Regions from separate parts of the Zea mays genome. Here all the other regions are linked to region 1. The links are chromatin contacts, called in public Hi-C and HiChIP or PLAC-seq maps. All regions are on one chromosome and are shown on one strand. The core of a region is the stretch at or near the end of the contact, and the rest is flanking DNA. Distances in the headings are between cores, read along the strand shown. Region 1 holds the start of LOC606446 (glycosyltransferase). Region 2 holds the start of LOC118472008. Region 3 holds the start of LOC100274392.

Region 1 (3,864 bases), core at 166-2,665:
TAAGTGGGTTCTCAATCTCCTCGCCATTCTCGCCCACAGCATCAAGATCCTTCACCCAGTCAGGCTTGCCGTCAGCCTCCTTCCACAGCATCCTTGAGTTCAACACAAAACCAGCCCACTCCAAACCCCTGGGCAGAACAGGGGCTGCTTCACCAACAACTGTGGCCGTCTTCCCAGAGAAGGGCAATGAGTTGAACGTGTGCCATCCAATCAGATGCCCTGAGGAGTTGCAAGCAGGGCCCTGGACTGGAAGAGGCATATTCTGCTTGTCCTCCTCGCTGAGCCGTAGTTGGTCTGCCGTGCCAGTATGCGCAAGGATTCCGACGGATACAGCACCCATCCACTGGACCTTCTGCACCTCATCGAACAGCTCCATGCTATGAACATTGCTGTCGTCGGTGAAAACAACTACGCCATCCATCTTCCTCTCGCGGATCACGCTGCGCAAGGAAACCTGTCCTTCATCAACCGCCGTCTTTCCATAAATACTATGCTAGCTAGCTGAGGAAGTAGTAAGGGAACCATACATACCGTAGGGCGTGGAGGCGCATCCGGTTCTCAGTGGCGTGGCGGTCGGCCCAGTCGTGGGGCATGCGGTCAGGGAAGGGGATGTGAACGAAAGTGAGGCCAGAGCGCGCAAGCATTGACGCCGTGGCGTTGGTGGTGCCGCCTGCCTCGACGACGATCCAGGTGAGCGGGTACGGCACGTTGCGGAGTGAGTGGAGGAGGCCGGTGAGGTGGAGCGCCTGGAACGCGCGTGAGTAGGTCGGGGTGACGGCGAGCACCTGCCTCGGCTCCTTGACGCCGTACCAGCGGCGCTGTTCCTCCTGCACGCGCTCCATGATCCGGTGCGCCCGCATCACCTCGACGGGGTCCGGGTGCGGCCACGGCCGGATCCGAATCCCGTGCCTCCCCACCACGACGTGACTCTGTGGGTTCCCGGACGCCGCCCCCTTGTCGGCCACATCCAGCGCGGTGCGGTTAGCGGGGGTGGAAGGGGGAGTGTTGGCGGCGGCGAAGGAGAGCGTGAAGGTGTTGGTCGTCGTCGTCGTGGTGGTCGTGGTGGTGGTTGTCGTGGTGGTGGCGCGAAGGACCGCGGCCGAGGAGGAGGAGGTGCTGGAGCGGTAGAGCGCGGTGGTGGAGAAGAGCAGGAAGAAGAGGAGACGCGAGAAGCGGAAGCCGAGGAAGAGCGAGATGAGGCAGCAGAGCGCGTGGAGCAGGAACCAGAAGGTGGAGGAGGCGGGCGCCCGCGGCCCCGCGCCGCCGCCGTCGGACATAGCCCCGTCTGCCCCCGCGGCGCCGCCCGCCGACGACCGCGCGGCCGCCGCCGCCGAGCGCCGCAGCTGGCTCTGCGGCAGCAGCGACTTCATCATAGCCGCTGCGGTAGTCGGATCTGGTGGGCTCACCCCGCCCCGCGGCGCTCCCTCCTCCTCCGCCCGGCTCGAACCGAATCAATCGATCGCGCTCGTCGGCGGGTAGGGGTGGAGCCGTGGAGGGGTGGATAGTTTTTGAGGGGGAGAGGTTGGTGGGAGGTGAAGTACGGTGCACGAAACAACGGGCGCGGAGGTGAGGTGAGCTATCAATTGGTGGGCAGAGGAAAAGGGGAGGAGCAGGGGGGAGAGCGTTGGGCTGGGTTGGTGCCCGACGGGGGCGGGGACGCGGTCGCTGCTGAAGCCGCGAAGAAGCCAAATGCAAGGCGTGCGCGTCTGCGCGGCGCGGTCCGGAGGGATCGGGTTGGGGGAGTTTGGTGAGGAGGTGGGGGCGGGATGCCGAACCCGCAGGCCGCGGACGGGGTCGGCGGCGCGGCATGCGCGGGAGGCGGGACAGGTTGGATTGGGATTGGGATTGGGATTGGGATTGGGCTGGAGTACGGGAGCAGGCCGCGGGTCGGTCGCCGGACACACTCGCGCGTTCGTGACGGCGTGTTGCCGTGTCGCGTGTCGTCATTTTGTGTTTTTATTTTATGAAGATATAAAAAAAACATAAATTGCTTGAGAGGTGTGGTAGTGATTTGTGTTTCTCACGTTTTCAATGATTGAGATAGGCAGCTGCCGGCGTCGGCGGGATTTCAGGTCTGTGCCAGCTGCGTTTGACTTTCGTGCTTAGTGTGTGTTTGGTTTGCCCCTCTAAAATTTAGTCTCTATCACATCGAATGTTTGAACCTCCGTTTGGGGTATTAAATGTAATCGGATTATAAAACTAATTTCTCAGCTAAAGATTAAAAAGTGAGACGAATCTAGTACAGTTGGTTGGGTCTATATTTCATACTCCTATTTGAAAGTCAAACGCTTGATGTGACCCGGGCTAAACTTTAGTCCACAGAACCAAACACCCCCTTAGCGTCGGTTCAGGGGTTTTGTCCCGAATGACCATAAAGAAGCCATGTTTGTACAGACTAGCTCTGGTCATAATTCCTAGAATCTGTATAGTCCAAATTCCATAGTTCAATAAAGTACAGATGACCGCGCTACTAGTAATGAATCACAATTCAAATATTTCTTCATAATTTATTAAGATCCTAAATATTAATTTAGTCTAAAATTAATAAATTTAGAGCACGATACCAATCCAATTTTGATCCTTAAATCTTGTAATGTAAAATCTAAGGCTCATGGTCAGCCCTAGCTCCTGCACAAAGTTATGCTCAATTTAGATATGCATAACTACATTTACGTTCAATTTTTTAATACATAACTACGGTGTGTTTCATTCGCGAAATATAGAGTAAGTCTATTCTTTAAATTTAGTAGAAAATCTAATTTCTTATACTAGTACTAATAATTAATAAATATATTTTGAGAAATAGAATAGTGATGGATTAATTTAGTCTATTCCATAAAAAACAGTAGAGTGAAATGGTGATGGATCGCTTTATTCCTCGAACCAAACGTCCTAATAGTTTTGGCCATGTATCTATATTAATTTCGTCAATCTCAATATTTATAAGCTAAATGTTTTTAACATGTTTATAGAAAGATTTATAAGTTCAATATTTTTATAGAGATAGAGTGTGTATATACGTTCACAGGGCTGATCTACGAGTGTCTGCATCTGATTCGGGCGAAGAAAGATCGTCCTAACTGGGGCACGCTGTCCGTGTGATTTGTAATCCAAATTTAGGAAACCTGCAAGGATCCTTTTCTTTTTCATGCGAACCTACAGTGTTATTATAATGCTTATTAGACTGGACAGAAGAACATTATTCTCCAATCTCAGATGGACAAGTTTATTTCAAATTAATTTCTCAAAAGTTCGTCTTTCAAAAATATATTTGCAACATATCACAGCAGATTTTGCAGCGCCACAACATACATGACATTATAAAATCAAAACAAGGAGCCATGCTCAGGACAACACCCCACGGTGGTCCAAATATTCTTCATGGGCTGATAATTGACAAACCCACATTCTCCAGCTGTTCCAAACGAATAAATACTCATTTGAAGAAACAACATCACAGTATATTCTTTAACACTAACATCACTATTTTGTCGATTTTACATAATCAGATGTCTGGTGAAAGCTTGAGCAATGGCTCTATGATTCTTATGCATAAAGTTATATAACAATGGCTAAGCATGGATGGCAATGAACGCCCCAAGAGACATTGACCACTATGATTCACATCGCCTGACAATCAATCCCTCATTCTGTTGCAGATCGAAGTCATCTTTCAACCGCCTGTATGGGTTCACTCGTATGGGTTTCTGAAGTTCTTGAGAAGTTCAGGAATGTCATATCCAAGCATATCATCCACGGCCTGTACCATCTTGGGCTTCACCTTCTCAAACTTGTCAAAGCTGTACCCGCTCAACACCTCTTTGAAGTGCTCCACGTAAGGAAAATCTCCCGACGGAAGATGGT
Region 2 (4,403 bases), core at 301-2,800, 190 kb before region 1:
AGGTCTGAATTAGGTGAATCCATACCTCACACCCAATCCCAATGGTGGGATTAAATCCATCCTTTAATCCATGTATCTCTCAAAGCTAGTATTCTTTTGATCCATAGATTCTAATATAAACTTGTGCAATATCTTCATGGATTTGTTTCATACCTAATGAGCTATGGATAGAATACATGCCTCCTATAGTTTAAAAAATTTCCAAACCTTTTGGTTATAATCCATGATGGGTTTAACCGAATAAAAAAATTGAGTAGGCTTAGATTATTTTAGGGCATGGATTGTGACATGGATTTAATTCCAATCCATGCTAATACAGAGCTGGATTGGTGTAAACGAACAAAGACCTGACACGGTCAAACCCTACCCATACTCTACGCCTACGGTTAGGCATGTCATAGGCGCAGATCGCTAATCGAGGACAGCGTAATGAAACGAAAGCAAAGTCCAGCATACCTCGTCGTACTCCTTCTTGTCGGCCTTGGGCGCCTTCAGCGGCTTGGCCTTCCCTCCTGCAAAGCAAAACCCACCCCGGCCCGGACCCGGCCGTCTCGTCAGACCCCCTCGATAGGCAAAAAAAAACCCAACCAATCGGCACCAAACAATGACCGGATCCAACAAGGATAGGAACGCACCTTGCTTCGACATGGCCGGCGGGGGCGGATAAGCACGCCGGGACCGAAACCCTAGACTGGCTGGCGAGAGCCGCGAGAGTAGGTGGGGAAAGGCACGCGGAACCGGGTGCGCGAGGCGGAGAGAAGACGGGTGACAAGGCTCGCGCGTGACGATATATACATACACGGAGGATGGCAGTAGAAAGCTGCGTGCGCGAGACGCGAGCCCGTCCAAGTGGGAATCTTTTGGTCAGGGAAACATGGGCCAGGCCTTTTCTGGTACGCGGCTGATGGGCCATGAACAATGACCTTTTTGGTCGTCGCATGGGCTCTTTCGGCCCAGAATGTGCTGTAATTTATCTTTTCTTTTTTGGTGCCGCGCGCGTGTGGACTGTGGTGTGCGCAGTGCAGGCCAGAAACTGCTTCCTGTTAAAATCTTCGTTCAGCATTGTTCATGTGACTACTGTATACTTATCCAAAGTTTTTCCAGACTTCCATTTTGGACGTCCCAGACAAGTCAGTCACCGTACGTGGACGGTACGGCGTACATGTATATCCATCGAAAGTCCTAGTACACACATCCATGATTTTGTACGAAACCTCCAAGGAATGAATGAAAAATGTGGACGGAAAACCAACCCCGCTGCCTGCTGCTGTACGCAGGTCGCAGGGTGGCTACGAGGAACACGGACGCCGAAAAGGAGACGCGACGGGTGTGTGACGGCCGGCATGGGCGGGCTGCACGGCACGCAGAGAGGCAGATGCGCAATGCCCCCCGCGAGATTCTCAAAGGCATGGCGTAGCGTAGTAGTTCCGCAGCAGCCCAGGCCGCCCGTTCCTTGTCCGTAGTACGGCGCGGCCGGCACGGTGGGCGCCCCCCGGACCAGTACGAACCGAACCAGTGCCACAGCCACCGCCACCCGGTTTGCGTCGCCATGGGGATACGCGCGCATGCATCTCACTTCTGACGGCCACGGCCCACGCGGCCACGCCTTGCATGCGTTCGCCGGCTCAGGCTTTTGATCCCGTTCCCGTGTATATTTATATTTACACACACCCCCGTGAAGCTCTGGCCAAGAGCCGTCGCCTTCAAGTAGCCTGCATTTCGGCCGGCCGCCCGCCCGCCGCTCTAGAGGTGTCGCCATCTTCGTTGCCAATTGGCGAAGCCTGACGCCTCCATCCAGCTGCGACATTGCCAGTAGACACCGCTAACTCATGGTGAGCGTCTGTATACATGTGTCTTCTTGGCTGTGCTGCTGAAGACGCGACGCGAGGCCTTATGTTGTCTGACGACACTCGTGCTCGTGCAGGCCCTGCTCCCGCTGTTCCTCAGGCCGGTGGTTCGGTTCGCGGCGCGCGTGGTGGAAGGTGGGCCGGCGGTCGCGGTGGCAACGATCCTGCACCGCGCCGGCGCACTGCCCAGGAACCGGGGCCTGGAGCGCCTCGTCCGAGACGACGCGCTCCACGGCCGCGGACAGGACTGCATCGCCAGCTTCGTCGTCGGCGTCATGCGCTGCCTCTGCTAGTAGATTCGGTTGCCTAGCTAGAGCTAGAGAGAGGGGAAGTGGACTCCATTGTTCGGAGAAAATTCACCTTGAAATTTGTAGCAGGAAACTTGAATTGCAATGCTGACCCTTTACCTCACCTCTCAAGTCAAGGCATTACAGCTAAACGACAAGTTTTAACAATCCGACAAAATTTCGCAGACAAAATTATTCAGCGTTACGGGAAAAGTGTACCTCCAGCAAACAAACGTACAGATCTATATAAGCAGTTGAAGAGAAAGCATCCCTGCAAATTTATCATCATTTACACATTTTAGCCAATGCGATTTCCAGGTACATTATATCCAATCAAATCCCTACCAATCAAATAAAGAAAAAGCAATGGGATCCCTATCAATCCTATTATATATATCGTGTTAACTGAAACCAGTGCTCCTATTCTAGACAAACACCCTAGACAAACACCTGGTTTGAAGTAAAACCTATAACAAGAGCACTGTAAAAAACGTCTAACAGACAAAAAAAAGAGTAAACTCATACACAAATCTGTTTAATCTCTAATAGGAACTGCACATCAAAGCACGACTCTGTGTGGTTGTGTCTTGCAGGGAACTGTCAACCAAGGATCAACTCTTCAGCTGAAAGAACGTGTACACAAGCCAGAGATCATGTTATGCCACCTCAAGCCTTCCTCAGAGCCTTGACCCGAGCAGCCAATTCATCGAAGTCTGGCATTTTTGGGTGAACATGCGCACTCCTAGGACCTTCCGGCTGAAGTGATGTGCATCGAGCAGGAACCTTCGCATCTTTGCTCGGGCCAACAGATTCAGGTGGTAGCGAGATAGCTCTACCCGTGGGATGCAAGGAAACCTTCTGCGCAGCATCTGTATGTGTTTCATTGTTGGTCAGATCCGAACCTTTCTTGCTATAGTGCATCAAAAGCTTGTCCATCATCCTTTCCTCCTCATCCATGTCTCCACCGCGCCCGCTGTTGTGTCGCATCTGTCCATTTGCATTTCGAGGCAAGAGATTACCACAATCAATAGCAGTCTCAGCTGCTTCAGGTTGCATACGCTGCATCAACCTGCCAGAGTTGTTCTTGTGGTTTAAAGCTCCATTCCTCCTGCCTACGTGCTTTGATTGGCTACTTGGAGTTATCTGAGCATTCGTCTCGCTACCAACATCATCAGTCCCATTACATTTCCGGTTCTGGTCATCTTTAGCACCATTCCTCCTGCTTGAGTGGCTTCTGTGACTTTTGGGTGTTTGGCTTGTGACCTTCGCATTGTTAGGCACCTCAACATAAGCATCAACAGGTGCTGGCAGCTTTGCAGTTCTCCTTCTGACAGAAACAGGTCGAAGCACATTTTTGTTTTCCAAGTGATCAGTTTGTCCAGGGATGTTGGGCTTTCTGTAACCACTTGGAGTTTGCTTTTCAGGATCATCATTCACAGGTTGCATGTTAGACTTTGGTTCAACATAAGGAGGCAGCATAGTAAGTGCCCTCTCTGGGTCTCCTTGTCCTTTCTGCACCGGGTATCCCAGATCAGCTAAATGTTGCGGTTTATCATGCAAGAAACCATTGTTTGCTTGTTTCTCAGTAGGATTCTTTATGTTTACAGCATTCAGCTTAGTGTAAGGAGCCTTTTTTCTAGTGTTACCACTAAGAGGACTCACTGGATGTCCTTGATTCTCTAGGCCCTGAGCTCTTAGCCCTGAATCTGCATGTCCCCCATTGTGTTCAGAACCACCAGGCAAACGTGAACAATGAAGGACTTCATCATTCTCTTTTTCAATATGGAAATCTCTCACGGCCTCATTTGGCTTGACATTTAGTTGAACTGTTTTGTTGCCTTCTGCTTCGGGAAATCTGACTGCGCCAAATCCAAATTTTGGTAGGCCGTTGAGATCAAGTTCCACTGCCTCCATCAGCTCCTTTTCCAAATGGCGGACAGCTCTTCTGTTAAGCTTCTGAACATCTTTTTGGGTCCTGTTAGTGTCCACAGGAGACACTGGTTTCTGCAAATGTTCCTTCTCATCAGACACATAAGGTTGCTGCTTCCTCGAATTCTCATCAATTGTATGATGTGCATCAGCAACAGACTGAATATCTTTTTGGACCAACTGTATCTCCACTTTCTCGGTATGGTGTGCAGGTTCAGCATCATAGTTTCTTTTACCTGGAACATTCTCAGTAACCTTCTGCTTGTTGGATGAAGCAGTTGCTAGTTCTATGGGCTTGGTTGAGTAATTCTCAAGCATATCCTTATTTTTTCTTTCACAT
Region 3 (3,837 bases), core at 383-2,882, 250 kb after region 1:
CCCATGGGTTCAGCTTGTTAAAGCAGCATCATACACAGTGACAAATTTACAGGTAGCTTCAATGTCACTGTGTATGCTGTTGCCTTAACAAGCTAAACCCGCGTGTTTTCTATGGTTTTCCACCCAATTAGGCCTTGTTCGGTTATTCCCAATACACATGGATTGGATGAGATTGGAAAAAATTGATAAGAAGTTTGACTTGTTTAGGATTCAAACTCATCCAATCTCACTCAATCCATATGGATTGAGAGCTAACCGAACAAAGCCTTATGGATTGGTTTAGGGTCAATAATGTTATTGGGTGGATTGGATTTAATTTCCTCATGTTTTTGGTTGGATGTGGGATGGATGTCAAAATTACTAAATTTGGTGTGGGTTGGATGTGGGTTGAGTTTTTTTGCCATTAGAAGGCTTAGGTGCAGGCTAATAGAAACGTTAGTAGTGACAGGCCACGTAGCTAGAGAATTAAAGGTAAAAGAAGAAGAGTGCTTTTTGCCAAACTCTCGCTCTGAGACTCTCCGAGGTCCAGAACTCCAGATCTGCCAGTAGGCCTACGCATTTGGCTTGGCCACAATGCGTTGTTTCGAACGGAGTTTTCACCTTGTCAATTGTAAAAGCAAGCATATTACTTGCGCAAGCTACTCCCTGCGCAGTCACGTACTGCTCAGCTAGGTCGACATTGACGGTACTTGAAAGAAGGTTCCATGCATATCTGGCAGATGGCCCACATCTATCGATTTTCCTCATTATCGGAGTTTCTATATTAGTATATTCCCATATCTGGCAAATATCATACGTATTTTGTTCCCTTCTTTCTGTGTCAAGCAGCACAGGTGGAGGAGGTATCGTCATGTGGTGACGAAAACGAAAAGGGAGGGAGACTTTTCCTCTCGCCGTGGAAGGCAGAGGCAGGCTAGCCTAGATAAACGTAAAGAATTACCGGAGGTAATAAACGAGATGTGATCTGCTACGCGAGCTGATATTTATTTCTACGAACTCCCAGCCATGTAACTGATTTTTTTTTTCTCGCGTCGTAAGCAAGATGATCGGATACGTATCGTTATTCGTTATTATATATAAAAAAGATTGTTCCAGAGAGCATGTGTAGCACGACTGCACGAGTGTGTAGCGTGTGCACACCTTCTACAAACGGTCTCAAACGAAGCTATCAGATTCCTTTTTTCGCCGATCGGCTTCATCGAGATGAGACATGTGCGCGTGCCTTCGCAGTTCGCTCCAAAGGTGACACGAATTAAACTTTAGTCAGGAAACCCAACAACCTATAATCTCTTCTGAAAAAAATGAATATCAATAAACACTCCTTAGAAGTGGTGCAGCAAATAAATTATAAAATAGTTGGAACAGAAAGATGTGTGTTCGTTTCTAGTTTTCTCTCTTTTTTCTTTATTCGAAAAAAGAAAGTGAATTCGGTGACGTTTTGTGGTCATGGATGACGCAACGTACCGTCCAGAAGATCAGTGCGACGGGTAGGCGAGCAGACGAAACTCACAGGAAGGCTGCTGGTGCTGGGGAGGCGGCAATTTTTTCCAGCAGCAACAGCAAACACTGACGAACTGAGCCCTATCTATATCAACCTCACATGGCCTCCCATACCATCTGGCATCGGTCCAACTATTCAGTCCAATTGCCACACACTGCCTGACGCAAGCTCGCTCGTCCAAGTCCGACGTTGATACCATTGGCCGCTGCGCCGCCATGGCCGTGTCGCCGGACCAGCAGCAGCCACCTGCAGGGGTAGGGTCTCCCTTGCCGTCTCCTCGCCTCCGCGTCCGCGTCCGCGACACCACCCTCGTGCCGCCGTCTCCGTCACCACCGGAGACCTCGCTCCCGCTCACCTTCTTGGACATCTTCTGGCTGCACTCCCCGCCCGTCGAGCGCCTCTTCATCTACCGCCTCGCCCCCGACGCTGACGTCGACGCCATCATCTCCAGACTCCGGGACTCCTTGCACCAGGCCGTCCGCGCCTTCTACCCTCTCGCCGGCCGCCTCCGCCTCACCCCCGGCACGTCCGACCGCTACGAGCTGCACTACCGCCCGGGTGACGCCGTCACCTTCACCGTCGCCGAGTGCGACGACGATGACGCGGACGCGCACTTCGACGCCCTCGCCACCGACGAGCCCCGCGAGGTTGCCAAGATCGCCACGCTCGTGCCGCCGCTGCCGGAGCGCGGCGGGCTGTTCGCCGTCCAGGCCACGCTCCTTCCCGCGCGCCGCGGCCTCTCCATCGGCGTCACCGTGCACCACGCCGCCTGCGACGGCTCGGGCTCCACGCATTTCCTGCACACCTGGGCGGTCGCCTGCAGAGCCGGCGCAGAAGCGCCGCCGCCGCCGCCGCCTGTCATCGACCGGTCACTCATCGCCGACCCAAGGCGCATGTACGACGTCTTCATCCAAGGAGCGCCGAGCACTGAAGAGTACGAGTTCGTCAAGATGTCCGCCGACCAGCTCTTCGCTACGTTCGCGCTGTCCAAGGACGAACTGAAGCGCATCAAGGACGCTGTGGCCGAGGAGGCTGCGAGGCGCGGCGTCGCGCCGCCCCGGTGCTCCTCTCTAGTTGCCACCTTCGGCTTCGTCTGGTCGTGCTACCAGCAAGCCAAGGAGGCCAGCAGCGGCGCCGGAGAGTTCCCTATGACCTGCATGGCCTTTCCCGTCGACCACCGCTCGCGGATGGAGCCTCCCCTGCCGGACAAGTACCTCGGCAACTGCGTCGGCCCAGCGTTCGCGCTGGCACCAACAGGCGAGCTGGCCCAGGCCGGCGCAGGCGGGTTCTTTAGCGCGTGCGCCGCCGTCGCCTCCTCCATCGACGAAGCTGTACGCGACATCGAGACATCAAACGTGGAGGTGTGGTTTGACCGCATCAGGGATTTAATCCCGATGGGTTTTCTGACCGTGGCCGGTTCGCCGAGGTTCCGCGTCTACGATATGGACTTCGGATTCGGCCGGCCGGCGAAGGTGGATGTCGTGTCCGTGGCGAGGACCGGCGCAGTGGCGGTGGCGGAGAGTTGGGATGGTAACGGCGGGATAGAGGTTGGGGTCTCTCTACAGCCGGCTGCCATGAAGAGGTACAGGAAGTGCTTCGCGGATGCTATCGCGTGGCTCCACCAGAGGACATGAGAGCGACAACTCGATCTAATCAAATATGGAGAAACGGGTCTTTTACGGAGTCTATCATGTGATGAAAAATCAACTTGCACTTTCTTCCTTTTAAATTATACTACCATATTCTAGCTTTTCAACTAGATAAACCTTTTCTATTCGTTTAGATATGCACACTATCTAGATATGTTATAAAACACGATTATGCATTTAAAATTATTTAAAAAGCTTACACTTTAATATAGTGAGAGGAATAAGGGGTTTTGTTTGTTGCCTCACATGTCACAATTAGTCACGTCTAAAGTTAGGTAAGTTTGACTAAGTTAAGCATATATTTGATTTCGAGCCACAGCTGTGGTAAGATTTTTCTCCTCTTACATAGGTCTTACTTGTGTGGAAAAATTCCTTTAGACGTGGCAAACTGTGGCGCAGAATTTGACCGTCTAACCTTAGACACCTAAGGCAAGTACGGTATAAAAATATGTGATAATTTTTGGTAACATGTATAGAACCAAACATGCCTTAAAATTTCCATTGAAAAATATTTTGTGCTATAGATTCTCTACTATATAAAGCAATTGTTTCAACAGTCGTACCACGTCACCTTCTCGTTTAATGCAAAAATAAAATAAGATTTTGTACAAATGAGGGATTGATCCTTGGTTTTTGGTTCCACATTCACACCACCTAACCCATCTCTTTGTGTCTTATTAAATTAAA

The links. Hi-C and Micro-C count contacts between places; a contact is called where the count stands out from the background. HiChIP or PLAC-seq counts read pairs in DNA pulled down with a chosen protein or histone mark.
Region 2: a contact with region 1 is called in a Hi-C map of endosperm, with 5 times the contacts expected there. The contact joins the promoter of LOC118472008 here to the promoter of LOC606446 in region 1. A contact is called at or near these places in 4 of 25 Hi-C or Micro-C datasets (ear, endosperm, leaf and 1 more).
Region 3: a contact with region 1 is called in an H3K4me3 HiChIP or PLAC-seq map of leaf, with 4 times the contacts expected there. The contact joins the promoter of LOC100274392 here to the promoter of LOC606446 in region 1. A contact is called at or near these places in 3 of 25 Hi-C or Micro-C datasets (bundle sheath, endosperm and leaf) and 2 of 3 datasets of contacts at active chromatin or transcription factors (leaf and seedling).

The regions. Positions count from the first base shown.
Region 1 is chr5:51,759,680-51,763,543 of Zm-B73-REFERENCE-NAM-5.0, forward strand. It overlaps LOC606446 (glycosyltransferase), which reads right to left and starts at 1,416. Exons shown (of 3, transcript NM_001310741.1): 1 at 532-1,416; 2 at 1-440. The coding sequence starts at 1,373. LOC100384394 reads right to left here. Exons shown (of 16, transcript NM_001362356.1): 16 at 3,421-3,864. The coding sequence ends at 3,692.
Region 2 is chr5:51,565,661-51,570,063 of Zm-B73-REFERENCE-NAM-5.0, forward strand. It overlaps LOC118472008, which reads left to right and starts at 1,551. Exons shown (of 2, transcript XM_035959033.1): 1 at 1,551-1,832; 2 at 1,925-2,266. The coding sequence starts at 1,830. The coding sequence ends at 2,140. LOC100303964 reads right to left here and starts at 852. Exons shown (of 4, transcript NM_001364704.1): 1 at 636-852; 2 at 457-512. The coding sequence starts at 648. It overlaps LOC103628194, which reads right to left. Exons shown (of 6, transcript XM_020538379.2): 6 at 2,362-4,403. The coding sequence ends at 2,801.
Region 3 is chr5:52,008,716-52,012,552 of Zm-B73-REFERENCE-NAM-5.0, forward strand. It overlaps LOC100274392, which reads left to right and starts at 1,633. Exons shown (of 1, transcript NM_001148752.1): 1 at 1,633-3,476. The coding sequence starts at 1,717. The coding sequence ends at 3,135.